Linked DNA regions of Bombyx mori: region 1 is linked to region 2. The links are chromatin contacts, called in public Hi-C maps. All regions are on one chromosome and are shown on one strand. Each heading gives the region's core, a stretch centred on a gene start, on an enhancer-like site or on the middle of the called end of the contact. The rest is flanking DNA. Distances are from core to core; before and after follow the strand shown. Region 1 overlaps LOC101735549. Region 2 overlaps LOC101735549.

Region 1 (4,129 bases), core at 1,460-3,959, 150 kb before region 2:
GTATCGTCATTAGCTTGCAACTCGGTGTACTTACTACGAAAACGGCAGATTTTCGATTTTTAAGTCCCTCATGATATAAAATACAACGCAAGGAAATTCGAGTTATAATAATAATTATAATAATCAGAAATAAGTCGCACGTGGTCATCTCGATCCAAACTAGGATTATCTGTACTATGGGAATCAGAGACTGTTAAAAATTTAAATAGTTATATGCATATTGCATATCATAAAAATATTAAACAGAAAAAAGAAACATATTTATTACAGCAATGTTTGCCCGATGTGAGCGATTATTTCACTATTAAATTCGGTTGAGTTATAATTTATGAATGATCTTTATCTGATGACTGAAATTTGCCTCCGACACGGCTCGGGGAAGTTTTACACATCTGAGGCTCAAACGCAGACTATTGAGTAATATGGAGTTTTATGGGGTTCAACTCTGACATACCTAAAGAACGATTTTGTATTGACCAAAAAAAGCCTTAAATATAAAAAAAAAAAAACACAAAAATCAGATTCTTTGAAACTCGACATGAACGCAGTCATTACTTGCTACCCAAATGTGAACAAACATTTTCAAGTAAATTGTTTCTAAACTATAATAAACTAAAAGTACATTTTTTGTACAATTAGATGGGAAATTAATAATCTGTAAATAATAGCAGCGGCGACCGTGTCGATGTCGGACAGAAATGTTATGCACGGTTTGTTTTGACCTTCTGGTCTCTGTGATGCTGTGCCTTATGTCATTCTTGGCCTACCGTAAAAAAACCTTATTATATCTATTTACAAAACATTTATTAAACTACCGATGACAAAAAAAGATACCTCAGTAAGTTTATCTGTCCAGTTATGGTCAAAAAGGTTTATTAACATTATTTATTGTAGCCTGGTTTTAGGATTTTTTCTTCTTTTATTAGGACGGCAATTACTTTATTACGATGCCACTGCTACCAGTGTCGAGTTTGTAAAAGTCTTCAATTATTGAATGCGTACTTATTCTGTAATTTAAAAAAAATATATATTATTATGATGTCGAGCGAAATGAGATGAAGTTGACTTGTTAGAGACTAGAATCAATTGGGATGAAACTAAATGAAACAAGATGAGATGAGATGAGATAAAGGCTCAGTTAAATAATGGTTTTTTAAAGAGACTTCAGTGGACTTTTTGGAAGGTTCCGATTCATTTTCCCACTCTTGTCAACTTTTATAAAAACTAAACGGTTAACAAGCATTTGAGTCGTCTATTATCAAAGGTGGCAATCTGTGCATTTGGACAAAAAAATGTTATTGATATTTCAATACAGATTGATTTGAATATAATCGTCTCCTTCAAAAAATACGGTTCAAAACCTGCATTAAATAAAGGTTAATACTTAACCTGCTATTTATCTAAGATGTCGTTCAGAAGAGTTTTGTAACTGCCAATGGAATACAAAGTCAATAATTCGTTTTTCTGATTTACCAATAATTGTCCAAAAGTCACATTGCCGGCTTTGATAATAGTTGACTCATTTATAACAAGCAACATATTTAACGCTTAAGTCTAAAAAAATACCGCTAAATTAATAAAACACACAACTTCGCTCCTCGCATTCCCGCCAATAAGTCATTTGGATTTTAAACGATATTTAAACTGTTTTTTTTGTTTTCAGCAATGTCGGCCGATGGGTCGACGACGGACATCAATGCCCTTCTCAACGACACCGGTGAGTAACTGCTTCTTTTGATTTTAGTAGGTACTTACATTGTTAAAGCTTATTTTAGAAAATGATTTACTGTATCATTTGTTTTAAAATACAATGTAAATTCTCCAGCTTAGTTATTTAAAAAATAATGTAAGCGTCATCTAGCGAATTATATGTAAACCACACTGGAACTATAACAACAAGAAATTGATAGCCTGAAACCAGTCAATAGATGTCACTGTTTGCATGTGCTGCCATCTATTGTCAACGATGTTAAATCTTGACTTGGTTGCCTTATAGCTTAGTTAATGATGTTTTACGCCAACAGATGGCGGTAAATAGTTCTAAGAGTCGACCATAGATGGCACAGTAAAACATTCCATGTTTTTATGGTACAACACAGACAACTGGATCGAGAGTTCTTAACCGTTTCCAAAACGAGCATTATACCAGCGTATTGCGATCACCAAACTGTATTTACTGGTACCTCCTGTAAGTCCGTACGGATAGTACCATTATTCCCTCTATTTTGCTACAAAGCAGTTATGCGTTCGGCTCGAAGGGTGCGACAGCTGCTACACAATGCAATTGATATGTGATTTCAGTTTATGATGTCAAACTTCAAAACTTCATGTTTGATAGCATTGTTCGTTATCGCAAACATACAAATAGAGGCAATTAAAATGAGTTACACAACGACTTTTTAAATGCAATGATTATTAAATCATTACGAAGATACTACGTGTACCTATTGCTTTGTTTGTACGAGAATAATTATACTCGATTAAATTTGCATTAAAATGTAAACGTGTTTTTTTCTGGGTTCCTAATCTCTATTCAGTGGATATCAGTATAATTCAATAAAAAACCCCGAAACCTTTCAAAACCAGTCGGTAATACGAAGCATAGGTTACGAGATTTTCCGTCTACGTCATTCAAAATTATAACGAGATACTCGTAGGTGCAGACGTCACCGTTGCTGTACTTGGGCAGCGGCAGCCAGATCCAATTAGCGTCTTGTGTGTAGTAAACCGAATTCATAGTTCGACGTATCATAAAGGACCAGTTAAATTGAGAACCATGAGAAATATTTTTAATTAATAGTTTTTTACAGCAGTGATGCTTAGGTCGATCGATGGTAACTTTTTATTGCTTAGATGGGTCGACGAGCTCATAGCCCACCTGGTGCTAAGTGGTTACTGGAGCCCATAAACATCTACAACGTAAATGCGCCACCCACCTTGAGATATACGTTCTAAGGTCTCAGTATATTTACAACGGCTACCCCACCCTTCAAACCGAAACGCATTACTGCTTCACGACAGAAATAGGCAGGGTGGTAGTATCTACCCGTGCGGACTTAAAAGAGGTCCTACCACTACATACAGTAAAACATGTCAATGTTTTTTTGGAACGAAGTTCCTTACGGCAGGCTTGGAGGGGATAGGGATTTTGCTGCGCGACCGAACTGAAAAAAATGTGATAGTAAAACCGTAAGAAAAAATCCGTGGAAAAAAGTGGGTGGAATAAAACCGTTAAAAAATCCGTGGAAAAAAGTGCGTGGAATAAAACCGTTAAATGAGACGTGCGCAGGCGCGACAGTCGTATACACAAGCGAGTAGTGTATAATACCTTTCTCTTTCTCCCTCTTTCTTTTCGTTCTCTCATCCCTTCTCTCTCTATTTTGTAATTATTTCTATTTCTATGTAATTTTATGTTGTCAAATAAAAATAAAGAGACATATTTTGTTATTTTAATTGATAATTTGAATTACGATTTCTGTCCCATGACACCACATAATTAGTTTTTTTTATTTGTCCATACCCCTAATACGTAGGTAATTTTATGTTTTTAAATTATCATGTGTTGTACTGAATACTCTAATCGTCAAAGACAACAAGGATTCAGAGAATTGATGTCGTAATCTACCTAGGCGCACGGATGCCATTCAAATCGAAATGTATTACTGCTTCACGGCAGAAATAGGCAGGGCGGTTGTACCTACTCGTATGCGTTCACAAGCTGTCTTACCAGTAGGTATATGAAGTAAAGCTATCACATCCTACTGTATTCACGGAATACAGTTAAGGCTTGAGCAATCTTTAAGCACAGCAAAATTGTAACAGTGAAGATATAATATTTTGTTAGCTCCGCGCGTCGCTGCCATTTCAACTCTCCCTTTATCGTTCGATGTAATGTAACACGTATCCGATATTTAAAACCGGTTCAACAGTAAAATATAAATTCTGGTTTCTTTTCTACGTCACTGAGATATGTGTAATAAAAATTTCCCCGAAATCTTTATAGTTTTTATTTATGCAAAAAACTGATGAGGAAAAATACCTAGCATTAAATTAATTAGCTACCTTGTGAGAACTTTTAAATATACGACAAATAACGTATGTAGGTATTTCAATTATATTAATTTTTTTG
Region 2 (3,747 bases), core at 447-2,946:
TCCTACATGAAATGAGTGTGTCAAGAATATGCCTATAGTAAATATTTTTTTTGCCCTACCTAATCGTTTGTAGCGAGGTTATTACCGCTACGCTCGGACGGGATTATATGTACTAGAGGTCCCGCAGTAGTCGAAATTCGACTAGAATTAATTGGAATTGTAAGTTTGTACACTATTATGATTGTATTTTATACTTCTATAACCACAAATTTCACCAAGACTACACTATAAAAAATATTAACAAAGGCAAACAATATTTAATCTCAAAGGAGATGTATGGAAATGGTAGAGGGGGAAGAGGTCGACCGAAGAAGACATGGATGGAGTGTGTGAATGACGATATGAGAGAGAGAAGAGTGAGTGTTGAGATGACGGCTGATAGAAGAGAATGGAAGAGAAAAATTGGCTGTGCCGACCCCACCTAGTGCGATAAGGTGGAGAAAAAGAAGAACTTGACAACAGACGTTAAGAATAAAGTTTGACAATAAATAGTATGCATGCGTGTGTGCGTCAAATACATGGTATGTAGTGTGTGTAATGTTTTCTTTATTAGTTTAATGTATCTTTTATGCATTATTTAAAAAAAATATTAGCATTTTGCACTTCTTCTCTACATTCTCTATAAGTGTGGAAAATTTCATACTCCTCCGTCCGGTCCGCGCAATTTTCGTAAAAAGTGATACAAAGTTTTTGCTTCACGTATTAATATATAGATAACAGTAATTGCGTTTATTTGCAAAGTTTTATGAATTTCATTTCATTGCACTACGTAATTCGATCACCGTGAAGTTAGTTGGTGAAAAATTGTAGGTAGAAAAATTGGTAAATTCCCCCGAAATGTGTTCCCAAGACACAATCGCATAACTCACAACTCAACCGTGAAAGATAACGTTTTAACATTATTTTTAAAAATATTGGCAGTTTCATTTCATAATAGCTAAAGGCTTGTTGAGAACATTACATCACACAGTGACACCATGTAAAATTACTGTCATATAAGATACTGAAGGATCTTTTGTCTCCGTATAATTGGCTCGGTTCTGATGTCAAATGATCACGTTTCTGTCGCGGTGAATGATAGCCAGTGTTCTCAACGATAGCGATGAAACGTTCAAACATGACTTTGAAGTTTCAGATAACGTACATACAGGTCGATATGAATTATACCGAATCTCTTGTCCCAGATAACAATTCGATCGACTCAAGATTCATACGTGCGTGTCTATGTTATTCTATCGTTTGAATATATGTTATTCTATCGTTTGAATATTATAATTTGAGTATCATTTCTATCGGTTGGAGCTATTACAATAAATATCTAACGTATCTTCTTTAAAAAACCAGATTTTGCTGTTTCTAAAAGGTGATCATGTGAAACTAGATACGCGCCCGGTTTTTTTTTTGAAAGAGCGTTACCCTCCAGACGTTTCTCAAGGGTAAACGCCTTATAATGGCTGACTACCTGTGTTTTTTATGCCAAGAGGCATTATTCGAGTCAAAGGCCCGTAGCTTTACTTATGTTGTTGCTGCTAAGGGCATTGCACCTTCCCGCTCTCCCTTGCCCTGCAGCCCTATTTTACTCTTTGTAGTCGCAAATTCGAAAATCGAAACTCCTTTTTCCGCTAACGAGCCGTTGTGTTGGTCAGACAGAGATGTTATATCTGTGTGTGCTGCGTTCGGTTTAAGTTATATCCAGCTGTGTGTTAGACGTATAGATCGGTGTGCATATTTATATTGTGGACTTTGAACTCGGTTAATGGTGAAATGCAGAGTCCAATGGATTTATAGTTATCACAGGGATCGATAAGTCTGCGTTTGATTGCTTTTATATCTAAAGCATTCATAACGAGGGCGTTTACACAGCTTTTCGTCATGTACAATTTATCTGTTGTCATGTCAACATATTTTTCATGATGCATCTTGATTTCTATAATGAGAATGTGTTTATTGATTGAATAGTGTTATTTTCTTTATTTAAATACTGTAATATGAAAACAAACGCAAGAATAATAAGATACCGCAAAACATTGCAACGTTTACTCACAGCCGATAGTGTAATAGTAGGTATGGCATTGAATTTCGGTATAGGTACAAGGCACATAGAATTAAAGTTAGGTAATAGGCTTAAGGCTAGGCGGGAAGATCCAACAGTCGGCCTTTTGGGTGCGTCATCGTTACTCCATAATCACTAACTACTATACGGCGGCGTCAAGTGCCGCTTCCATTCGTAGTTTTTCGCGGAAAACGGTTACACCGTCAAACATCGCTCCCCCCGCTCTTCAGACCGCGCGCACGCCGCGTCTCAACGCGTCTATAAAAGCCATCGGCTCCCCCCCACTTTAACTCAGACGCATGGAGTACTCCGTAGAGGTCGTTTGGCACGAGCGAGCGCTTTGCTAGGCACCTGCCGGCCACACTTCTCGATAAAATTCTAGTCACCTATCGCGCAGCTGAACGCTCGCGTAACGCGGTCTTCCCGCGCGTTCCTACGAACAGTGATATGTGCAATAAGCCTATAACAACAAATAATTGTGATAATTAATTTAATTTAGTTCATAGTAACATTTGACCGCGATACGGCTGTGAGTGAATTGAACTGTGTTTTAGAAATGTTGTGACTGTCTGATTGGAACTTCTTGCCCGTGATCCAACCCAGTGTTTTCGATTATTCTTGCGTTAACGGACCTTTTGAAACAATGGTTGGGAACAACGGTACTATGATGGCAATACGCATCGTCCACAGCAAGCTGCGTAAGAGGGAGGAGCACTCTGCTTCCGTACATCCTGCTGAAGTACTCCAAGCTGCGCCTGCGCCGCAACCGGATCCTCTTGCATTTCGCCAGCAGCCCTTGTGGCAGTTTCCGCCGCCGCTGCCTCCGCCTTTCGTCTATCCTCACGATCAGGTTAGTACTCATCTAAACCATAGCAATGCAAAATATTTAATGCCACGAAACTGGTTTGCGCCGTTATACTTGACCTCAAAACCTATTTACACCCACCAATGCTAATGCATTCGCATAACAATTTGAAAACCTCAGAATCCCTCTCTAAATAACAGCATTGAAAGTAACATTGAGAAACGTTACATTATAATAAGAAATCGTGACTAGTTCGACCCTCCCCGCCACGCAAGAGAGAGTTGGTTCACCACGTCGCCACGATATTCCAAAGTGCGAAATAAATTTAAATGTCGGGACATGCTCGCCGAATAGAAAGCTGTACAAGGCGAACATGTTGTAACTTCACGGCCTTCTTTCTTTGTGAATGTCTGTATAACAAAAGATAATTCAAACGCAGACCTCAACACGACAGACTAAAACTATGACCTAAATATCACGCTCTGATGAACGGTTCCCATTTACATACGTTCAAATATATCCATAATTTATCATCGACATCGTTTGAGTCTTCGTTTAACATCTGTGTGTCGTGATGCGAAGACACCAGGAAACAAATAATGCTAATGTGTCTTTGAATAGCGTATTCAAGGTTCACTCATTCTCTTATGGCCTCACTGTTCAGTTCGCAATATTAACTTCCTATTCAAGACAAACGTATTCCATAGCTTTATTGTTTCGTCCTAGATAAAAATAGAAACATTTGTTGAATGTTTTTTTTACGACCAGCAAAAACACTACAAAGTTTTCAGTAAAATGCATTGTATACTTAAATGAGCTTGGAGCACCGCTACGGATACAGTGACTGCATTTGGGACGTTAACGGAACCAACCTCTAAATCGGGCACCG

The links. Hi-C and Micro-C count contacts between places; a contact is called where the count stands out from the background.
Region 1: a contact with region 2 is called in a Hi-C map of posterior silk gland, with 4 times the contacts expected there. The contact joins two enhancer-like sites. A contact is called at or near these places in 3 of 7 Hi-C or Micro-C datasets (middle silk gland, midgut and posterior silk gland).

Annotation. Positions count from the first base shown.
Region 1 is chr9:4,714,836-4,718,964 of ASM3026992v2, reverse strand. It overlaps LOC101735549, which reads left to right. Exons shown (of 6, transcript XM_004925600.3): 2 at 1,664-1,717. LOC119628868 (a long non-coding RNA gene) reads right to left here. Exons shown (of 4, transcript XR_005244991.2): 2 at 835-1,007. Among protein-coding and RNA genes, the nearest start is that of LOC119628868, 3.5 kb to the right of the region's middle. Within about 2 kb of position 2,709, at least 8 of the 8 cell types and tissues checked have open chromatin away from gene starts, as enhancers often do.
Region 2 is chr9:4,568,825-4,572,571 of ASM3026992v2, reverse strand. LOC101735549 reads left to right here. Exons shown (of 6, transcript XM_004925600.3): 5 at 2,744-2,903. Among protein-coding and RNA genes, the nearest start is that of LOC134199341, 11 kb to the left of the region's middle. Within about 2 kb of position 1,696, at least 8 of the 8 cell types and tissues checked have open chromatin away from gene starts, as enhancers often do.